Regions from separate parts of the Sus scrofa genome. Here region 2 is linked to region 1. A link is a contact called in public HiChIP or PLAC-seq data. All regions are on one chromosome and are shown on one strand. Each heading gives the region's core, a stretch centred on a gene start, on an enhancer-like site or on the middle of the called end of the contact. The rest is flanking DNA. Distances are from core to core; before and after follow the strand shown. Region 1 holds the start of CYS1 (cystin-1). Region 2 has its middle 23 kb from the start of KLF11.

What was found. HiChIP or PLAC-seq counts read pairs in DNA pulled down with a chosen protein or histone mark.
Region 2: an H3K27ac HiChIP or PLAC-seq map of skeletal muscle shows a contact between it and region 1. The contact joins the enhancer-like site here to the promoter of CYS1 in region 1. A contact is called at or near these places in 1 of 5 promoter capture datasets (fetal liver), 7 of 47 Hi-C or Micro-C datasets (blood, embryonic fibroblasts, epiblast stem cells and 3 more) and 2 of 2 datasets of contacts at active chromatin or transcription factors (alveolar macrophages and skeletal muscle).

Annotation. Positions count from the first base shown.
Region 1 is chr3:126,396,079-126,400,002 of Sscrofa11.1, forward strand. CYS1 (cystin-1) reads left to right here and starts at 2,224. Exons shown (of 3, transcript XM_021087851.1): 1 at 2,224-2,568. The coding sequence starts at 2,257.
Region 2 is chr3:126,450,876-126,454,281 of Sscrofa11.1, forward strand. No RefSeq gene overlaps it. Among named protein-coding and RNA genes, the nearest start is that of KLF11, 23 kb to the left of the region's middle. Within about 2 kb of position 1,341, at least 9 of the 83 cell types and tissues checked have an H3K27ac peak or open chromatin away from gene starts, as enhancers often do. A contact at or near this core is called in skeletal muscle, where this site is marked.

The DNA of each region.
Region 1 (3,924 bases), core at 974-3,473:
TTGGCTCGTCATGGGAAGCTTCTAATAAAATCAATCTGGATGTTTAGCACAAATCGGCAGATGCCAGGTCTCCAAATGGAGGTGATTTTAAATGCACTCTCAGAGTGGAATAAACACAGGCTTTGGCAGTTACGCTCACTGAAGCTGAGGGAGCCAGACGAGTCTGGGAAAACAGGATTGGAATCAAGAGTGGCCAGAAAAAAAACTATAGCCCTGGGAGGTGAACACAGGGAGCTCTGGTTATATTTAAACTATGAGTCACATGACTAGACTGTACTGAGGCAGAAGTAAAGCATGTTTTCCTTGAAATGATTCAACTTGGTTGAACTTAGTTCAGGAAAAATGTCTTTTCCCTATGAATGCTTTTTTCCCAAGCTTAAAGAGTTTCAAGATGAGATTTATTTTCTTAAAGAGAAATCTTCTATCAAGAGCTTCTAAACGAGACACATCTGTGGACTTGGAACACTCAAATGACACCAAATCATGCATTTGGCCCATCTCCTGTTTCTGGATGGTTAAGACACCACATCAGGAAAAAAAAAAAAAAGAAAGAAAGAAAGAAAGAAAGAAATAAAAAGAAAAAAAAAGACAAAAAGTGAAGAGGAATTGTAAACACTTCCTTGGTCTCTTGATAATAAAACGAATGGATATGAATCCCACATTTATTCCATTTTCTTGGGCATAAAGTTTTCAAAGCCTCCTCCTGAAGTGATAAATCAGTAAAACTTCAAACTTACCGTAGGGAAAAGCTTGTCAACATTTAACAATTATTCTGCAATCCTATCTGGATTCAGATTAAGGTCAAGATGTGATTAAACCCCATTTGAGCTGTGGCTTTGGAAAGGTGAGGTTTGTTTTTTGTTTTGATTTGTTTTTTGTCTTTTTTCCATTTCTTGGGCCGTTCCGGCGGCATATGGAGGTTCCCAGGCTAGGGGTCTAATTGGAGCTGCGCCAGAGCCGCAGCAACTCGGGATGCAAGCCGCATCTGCAACCTACACCTCAGCTCACAGCAATGCTGGATCCTTACCCCACTCACTGGGCGAGGCCAGGGATCGCACCCGCAACCTCATTGTTCCTATTCGGATTCCTTAGCCACTGAGCCACAATGGGAACTCCTGGAAAGGTGAGTTTTTTTTTTTTTTTTTTTAAGGAGGTGACCCAGGGAGAAAAAGAAATTAAGTCTTAAATAAAATGCAAGCACAACCAACAATAATATCACTGGTCTTGAATTAGAAGCTTTATCCTGCTTCTTGTTCTTATCTTCGGGCTGCTTCACTTAAATATAATGTGTTTATCTTTCTTTTTTACTATCCAATGACCAAAGGCTAGAAAGAATTATGATCAGTACCTAGTGGCTTTTTTTGGGCGGGGGTGGGGACCGCTTTTCCTGCCATCTTTTAAATTTTCTTCTTTCCCAAAAGTGGTTATGTCTTAGATGGGTGTTTTTTAATGAGGCTTGGCATTCAGGTGCCAGATCGCCTTTGGGGGCAGGAGAAGAGGAACAGGAAGCCCAGGGCCCCGCGCTGCCTGCTGCCGGCTCCCGCGTGCAAAGGCTGGAGGGGGCGGTCTGGTCGGAAGAATCGCCCCCTTCCTCCTTCCTTCCGTCCGGCCCCTGCCTGCGTGGGGGGGAGAAGGGCAGAAATGGAAGGGGGCGAGGCCGAGCACCTTCTGTATCTTACCCCATCCTCAGAGGTGTTTTTAGCGCCCAGCCCCTTTCCCCAGCCTAACATCTGGGAACGAGGAGGCCAAGCCCCACGGCCCTCTAGGCTCCAGGAGGGCCAGGCCGTGGAGTCCCCTCCATCCGCATCCCCATCCCAAGCAGGTCCATCTGTGCGCCGTGGCCTTGGGAGAGCCTTCCAGAAATGAACAAAAAGGGCCCGTGGGAGCCCAGGTGTGTTCAGTGCTCCCAGGCGGTAGCGGGGACCCGGAGGGGGCCCGGGCCAGCGGGGAGGCGGGAGGGTTCGCCGCGCCCCGGGCCCTCGCCCCCGGGTCTCAGCCCCCTCCTCCAGGCCGGGGTCATCCCGGGCTCTCCGGCCGGGTCCCCCGCCCCCCGCGCGCCCCGCACCCGAGGCTCGCCCCGCCCCCCGGCCCGGTTCGCAGCCCCGCCCCCGCCCGCACCCCAGACCCGGACTCTCGCTCCCTCCTCCGCCCGCCGCGGGCCGGGCCCGCAGCCCCGGCCCCGCCGCCCCCGCCTCCGGCGTCCCCGCCCCCGGGCCGCGCTCGGCCGGCGCCACGGGCCTGCTCGGCGGGCGCGCCATGGGCAGCGGCAGCAGCCGGGGCGGCCGCGCCCTGAAGCGGCTGCGCGGCGCCGACAGCCGGCCGGCGGGGCCCGGCGGGGCAGCCCCGGAGGGCGGGACGGGGCCGCCGGCCTCGGCGACCGCGGCGGCCCGGGAGGAGGCCCCGGAGGCGGCCGAGGGGGCGGCTGGCTCCGCGGCGCCCCCCGACGGCAGGGACGAAACCCTGCGCCTGCTGGACCAGCTGCTGGCCGAGTCGGCGGCCTGGGCGCCCGGGGAGCTGGCCCCGCGCGGCCCGGCGCGGCCCCGACCCGCCGCCGGCGCCGGGAGCCCGGTGAGTGTCGGAGCCCGCGGAGCCTTGGGGGCCGCTGCTCCGCTTCCTGCCCCGGAGCCCCCTCCCCGCCGGCGCCCTGTCCCCCAGCCCCCTTCCGCCCGCCGCCGCCAGCCCCTGCCAGGCGCCATCGGCCTGCGCGGTGCCCTGTCCCAGGGTCGCCCACCGTCTCCCTGCCCCCGGAATCCCGGCGAGGTCTCTTGCCGCCTCTCCCTCCCCAGCATCCCCTCTGACTGTCTCCCTCTCTGCCTCCTCTGGGTGCTGATCAGACGGCCACCAACTTGGGGAGCGACAGGGCTGGGAGCCGCCTTGGAGGTCGGGGGACAGACCTCCTTCGGCAGAAATGCATCTCGTGGCCAGAGCGCGAGTATTTTTCCTTTGGAACTGTGGCTCCTTCCAGCCTAGGTGGGAGCTGGCGGGCGGGGGGCAGAGAGGGGACACTGCTTTTCCCTAGGTACCTTCCCCTGGGCCAGTCTCCCGGGCACGCTCGGAAGAGGGTGCCAGGAGGTGGGACCGGTAGCCAAACAGTGGTTACAAAGGCCCGGCGCGTCAGACACCTCGGCGTCTTTGCCTTGCAGTCAGGCAGTTCACATACGACCGGCTATTTTTAAGATGCTGTGCAGTCTCTCTTTGGCTTCTCTCCTCACTCTTCCAGGACGCTTGTAATAACATCCCTGCTGTTCTAGAAAAACAATAAAAATGAGCACTCTCGTTTGGCAGCAGTCTTCGCTCCTGCAGAGCTGAACGAACAAGATCCTTAATATCAGCTCCTGGGCTTGCGAGGATGTCCAAGCCAGCCCCCCCGCCCCTCCCTGGAGCCCCTCAGGCTTTGCTTAACAACTGCTGGGAGCCTGGGGGGGTGTCTGCTGGGGCAGCCACCAAGCAGTAGAATCCTGGGAGCTCCTCCTGCGAGGTGGGGGGAGGGCTGGGGGGAGGAAAAGGACCTGGCCCCCCTGACCCAGGCACAGGGCTTCTCCTGCCCTTCCCTGATGCCCCTCCCGAAGTGAGCTGCTGCAAGTGGGGCCCAATTATATAACAGGATTCCTTTAAGGTTACATCAGCGCCCAGTTACATAACCCTCAGAATGGGTAAACGGTTGAGAGATTTGGGGGAAAGCCTGAGATGGCACGGACGCAGTCTTTTAGTGTTCATTCTTCAAGTGCTTTGGAAACTTCAGAAGGGAAATGAGAAGAAAACAGCATGGACTCCCCGCCCTCTCCTCACCCCTTCCATCGCCAAGTAGCCTAGTGACTCCTAGGAGGCAGGGGGTTAAGGAGTCCACGGCCTGGAAGTTCCCGTGTAGCACAGCGGGTTAAGTGTCCGGCTGGTATTGCTGCAGCTGTGGCACAGGTTGCAACG
Region 2 (3,406 bases), core at 91-2,590, 54 kb after region 1:
CCACCAGAGAAACGACCAGAAGGCATATGTGCGTGTATATATTTAGCCATACATAGCTATGTATACGTATTAGTATTTTATTTTATTTTATTTGCTTTTTAGGGCTGCACCCGTGGCATATGGAGGTTCCCAGGCTAGGGGTCCAATCGGAGCTACAGCTGCCAGCCTACACCACAGCCACAGTAACGTGGGATCCAAGCCTCGTCTGCGACCTGCACCACAGCTCATGGCAGTGCCAGATCCTAAACCCACTGAGCGAGGCCGGGGATCGAACCCACAACCTCATGGTTCCTAGTCAGATTTGTTTCTGCTGAGCCACGACGGGAACGCCTTCTATTATTTTATTTTGATTAATTTTTTTTTTTGGTCTTTTTAGGGCTGCACCCGTGGCATATGGAGGTTCCCAGGCTAGAGGTCGAATCAGAGCTGTAGCTGCTGACTACACCACAGCTCATGGCAATGCCGGATCCTTAACCCACCGAGAGAGGCCATGGATACTAGTTAGATTCGCTTCCACCGAGCCACAATGGGAACTGTGTGTATATGTGTGTATATATACATAAAAATTGCAGAAGCCAATTGCTTGTGATAAATCTATGTATATATGAGATTTCTACAGCATATAGTATATAATATATATTATTCGGCATAATGTTATATGATTTTTATGTATATTTGGAGAGAGAAAGAACGAGAGCTATTTATTACAAGGAATGACTTGCACGATTGTGGGGCTGGTCGGGTGAGGCGGGAATCCGTAGGGTGGGCGGCTGGCACCACAGTCAAGGGTGGGATGCCTTCTTCTTCAGGGACACCTCAGCTTTGCCACTAAGGCCTCCCACTGGTTGGATGGGACCCAACCACGTCATCGAGGGTGACCTGCCCTTAAAGTCGCCTGACTGTAGATGTTAACTGCGTGGACAAAACCCCTTTACAGCTGCCCCTAGGTTAGTGTTGAGTAACTGGAGAGGAGAGCCTGGCCAAGCCGACACGTCAAACCAACCATCACACCCAGGTGCCAAGAGCCGGGGAGGTCCTGGTGGCCAGGGGCCAGCAGCAGTCAGCCTCGGTGACAATGGCTTTCAGGGCCGAGCAGCCTCCCCTAGACCGTTGCTGGTTCTGCCCTCGCTGCTCTGACCTGGCTACTGTGTGTGTGTGTGTGTTGGGGGTGGGTGGCAGGGGGTGTTGGGGCTGCACAGCAGCTCCCCGGACCCCAGGGCTTCACACAGACGCGTGCCTTCACTCCTGTACCGTCCGGCCTGGGGGGAAGCTCCTGATCGGGGCTGAGCTAACAGCCTGTGCTCAGAGCCCGTGTCTGACCAGCCCTGTGCCGTGGCTCCGGGCAGCGCCTCGGTCTCATGAACACAGCCCGGCTGCCGCCTGCCCAGGCCTGCACCTGCCCACGCAGGAGAGGAGCCCAGTTCTCTTGCCCAGGGCCCCGCTTCCTCGCTGCAGGTGCCGTGCGTGACCCAAGTTCTTTCCCCGCCTGCTGCCCTGAAAGTGAGGCTGGGCGGGAGCTCTGGGTGCCCATGAAAAGACGCCCCTGGGCACACGTGTCTCCTGCCTGGAGCTCGCTCAGCTCCCCTCTCTGTGGGCCTCACGTGCTTGAAGGAGGAGAGCCGGCTGTGCCGGTGCCACCTCCCGGCCCGACTGCCCATCCTTTCAAGGCCGTTTACGGGGTCATGCTGTGGCCTGGCATCAGACATGGTGGGAATACATACACCACAGAAATCGGACAAACACTGCAGGTCAGCCCCCCACCCTCGAGCAGAGAGCTGTTTGTAGAGCAGCACCCACGGGAGAGACGCAGAGGGAAGGCTGGGGTGCCAGGGCGGGGAGATGTTTATCAGTTATTGAGTATCCTCCCCCGCCCCAAATACCGTAGTGGCTTAAATGACAGTGATTTATTATTTCTCACGATCCTTCAGGCTGAGGTGGTCCTGGCTGCAGTCACGCTGGCAGCGGCACTCAGGCCCCCGTCGCCAGCGGACAGCCTGACAGCGTGGTGGCCGGGTTCCCAGAGGGCAGGAAAGCAGAGGCTGCCGGGGCTCCTGAGGTCGAGGCTTGGGACTGGCACGGCGTCGCTTCCGGCACCTGCTGTCAGCCAAGCGAGCCGCTGGCCTGTCCAGATGCGGTTTGGGAGGAAACCCAGAAGATCACGAGGACGGGGAGGTGGGGTTCCCGGGGTGTCGGCCACTGGAGATGAGAAGAGCAGGTGTCAGCCGTGATGGGGGATTAGGGCTCCCAGACAGCCCACCTTGCGGCGCCGCGTCCTGATGACATGGTGCCGTGAGCACAAGGGGATTTGTGCCCGTCCCCCTGCTGGGTGCCCACTGTGGCCCTGGGAGGCTGGCAGGACGGGCTTCTGTCTACAGATGAAGAAGCTTCGGATCTGAAGCTTCAGATCCTTGCTCAGAGGCTGCCGCTTCTGCCTGCTGGCCGGGGGGGTGGGGGGGGTAGGTGGAGGAAGAGATTTCCAATCCGGGTGCCCCTTAGAGGGACACTGGGTCTCTGAAGGGAGTGACAGCCAGCTTAGGGAATGAAGAGAAATGGATGGAAAGAAGAGAAAACTCATGGAAGCCAGAGAGCCAGTGCTGCTCCCCGGCCTCCCGTCCTGGACCGCTTGCTCGGAGGGCCTCGGGCTGCGTCTCTGTCCCCGCCTCCTTGCACTCACAGCACAGAGAGTGGAGGGGAGTGTGCTCCCCGGCTGTGTGCGTCCTGCTGGGGGCCCCACGCCCCAATGTCAGACTCGGTCATCCACACCATGGGACCACAAGCCCCAGGAGCAGGCTGGTGGCCTTTGAAAGTCACCTGCCCCGCCTGGATCTCGGTTTCCCGAACCTTCAAATGAGAAATTTTTTTTAAAAAAAGTTAATATTTTTTATTTTTTTCATTACAGTTGGTTTATAGTGTTCTGTCAACTTTCTACCGTACAGCAAAGTGACCTGTCACACGCACACACACATACATACATTCTTTTTCTCACATTATCCTCCATCATGTTCCATCACAAGTGACTAGATAGAGTTCCTTGTATCAAAGGAGAAATTGAAATCACTGGTCTCTAAGAGCCGGCCCGTCTCCATATTGAAAATGGTGAGTCCACAGAGGAAGCTCCTCCAGTTCCAGACACAACGCATGTCGGTTCCGGCTTCCTCCAACCCCGTGTTCGCGACTCCCTTCTAAGCCGGCTTCCCTTACGTATTTACTTACCAGGCCAGCCTCCCCGCCCCCAGGGAATCTGCACTGGTCCCACCCACTACAGGGCCACCCCGCCACTGGTACCCACCTCCCAGCTGGGCAGGTGCCAGAACGCTGCTCACCTTGTCTGGGCTCTGAGAGCCGTGCCAATCCCCCACCACGGGGGTCCCCTTCGCACCCTCCACCTGGATGCTGCCCTCGCTCG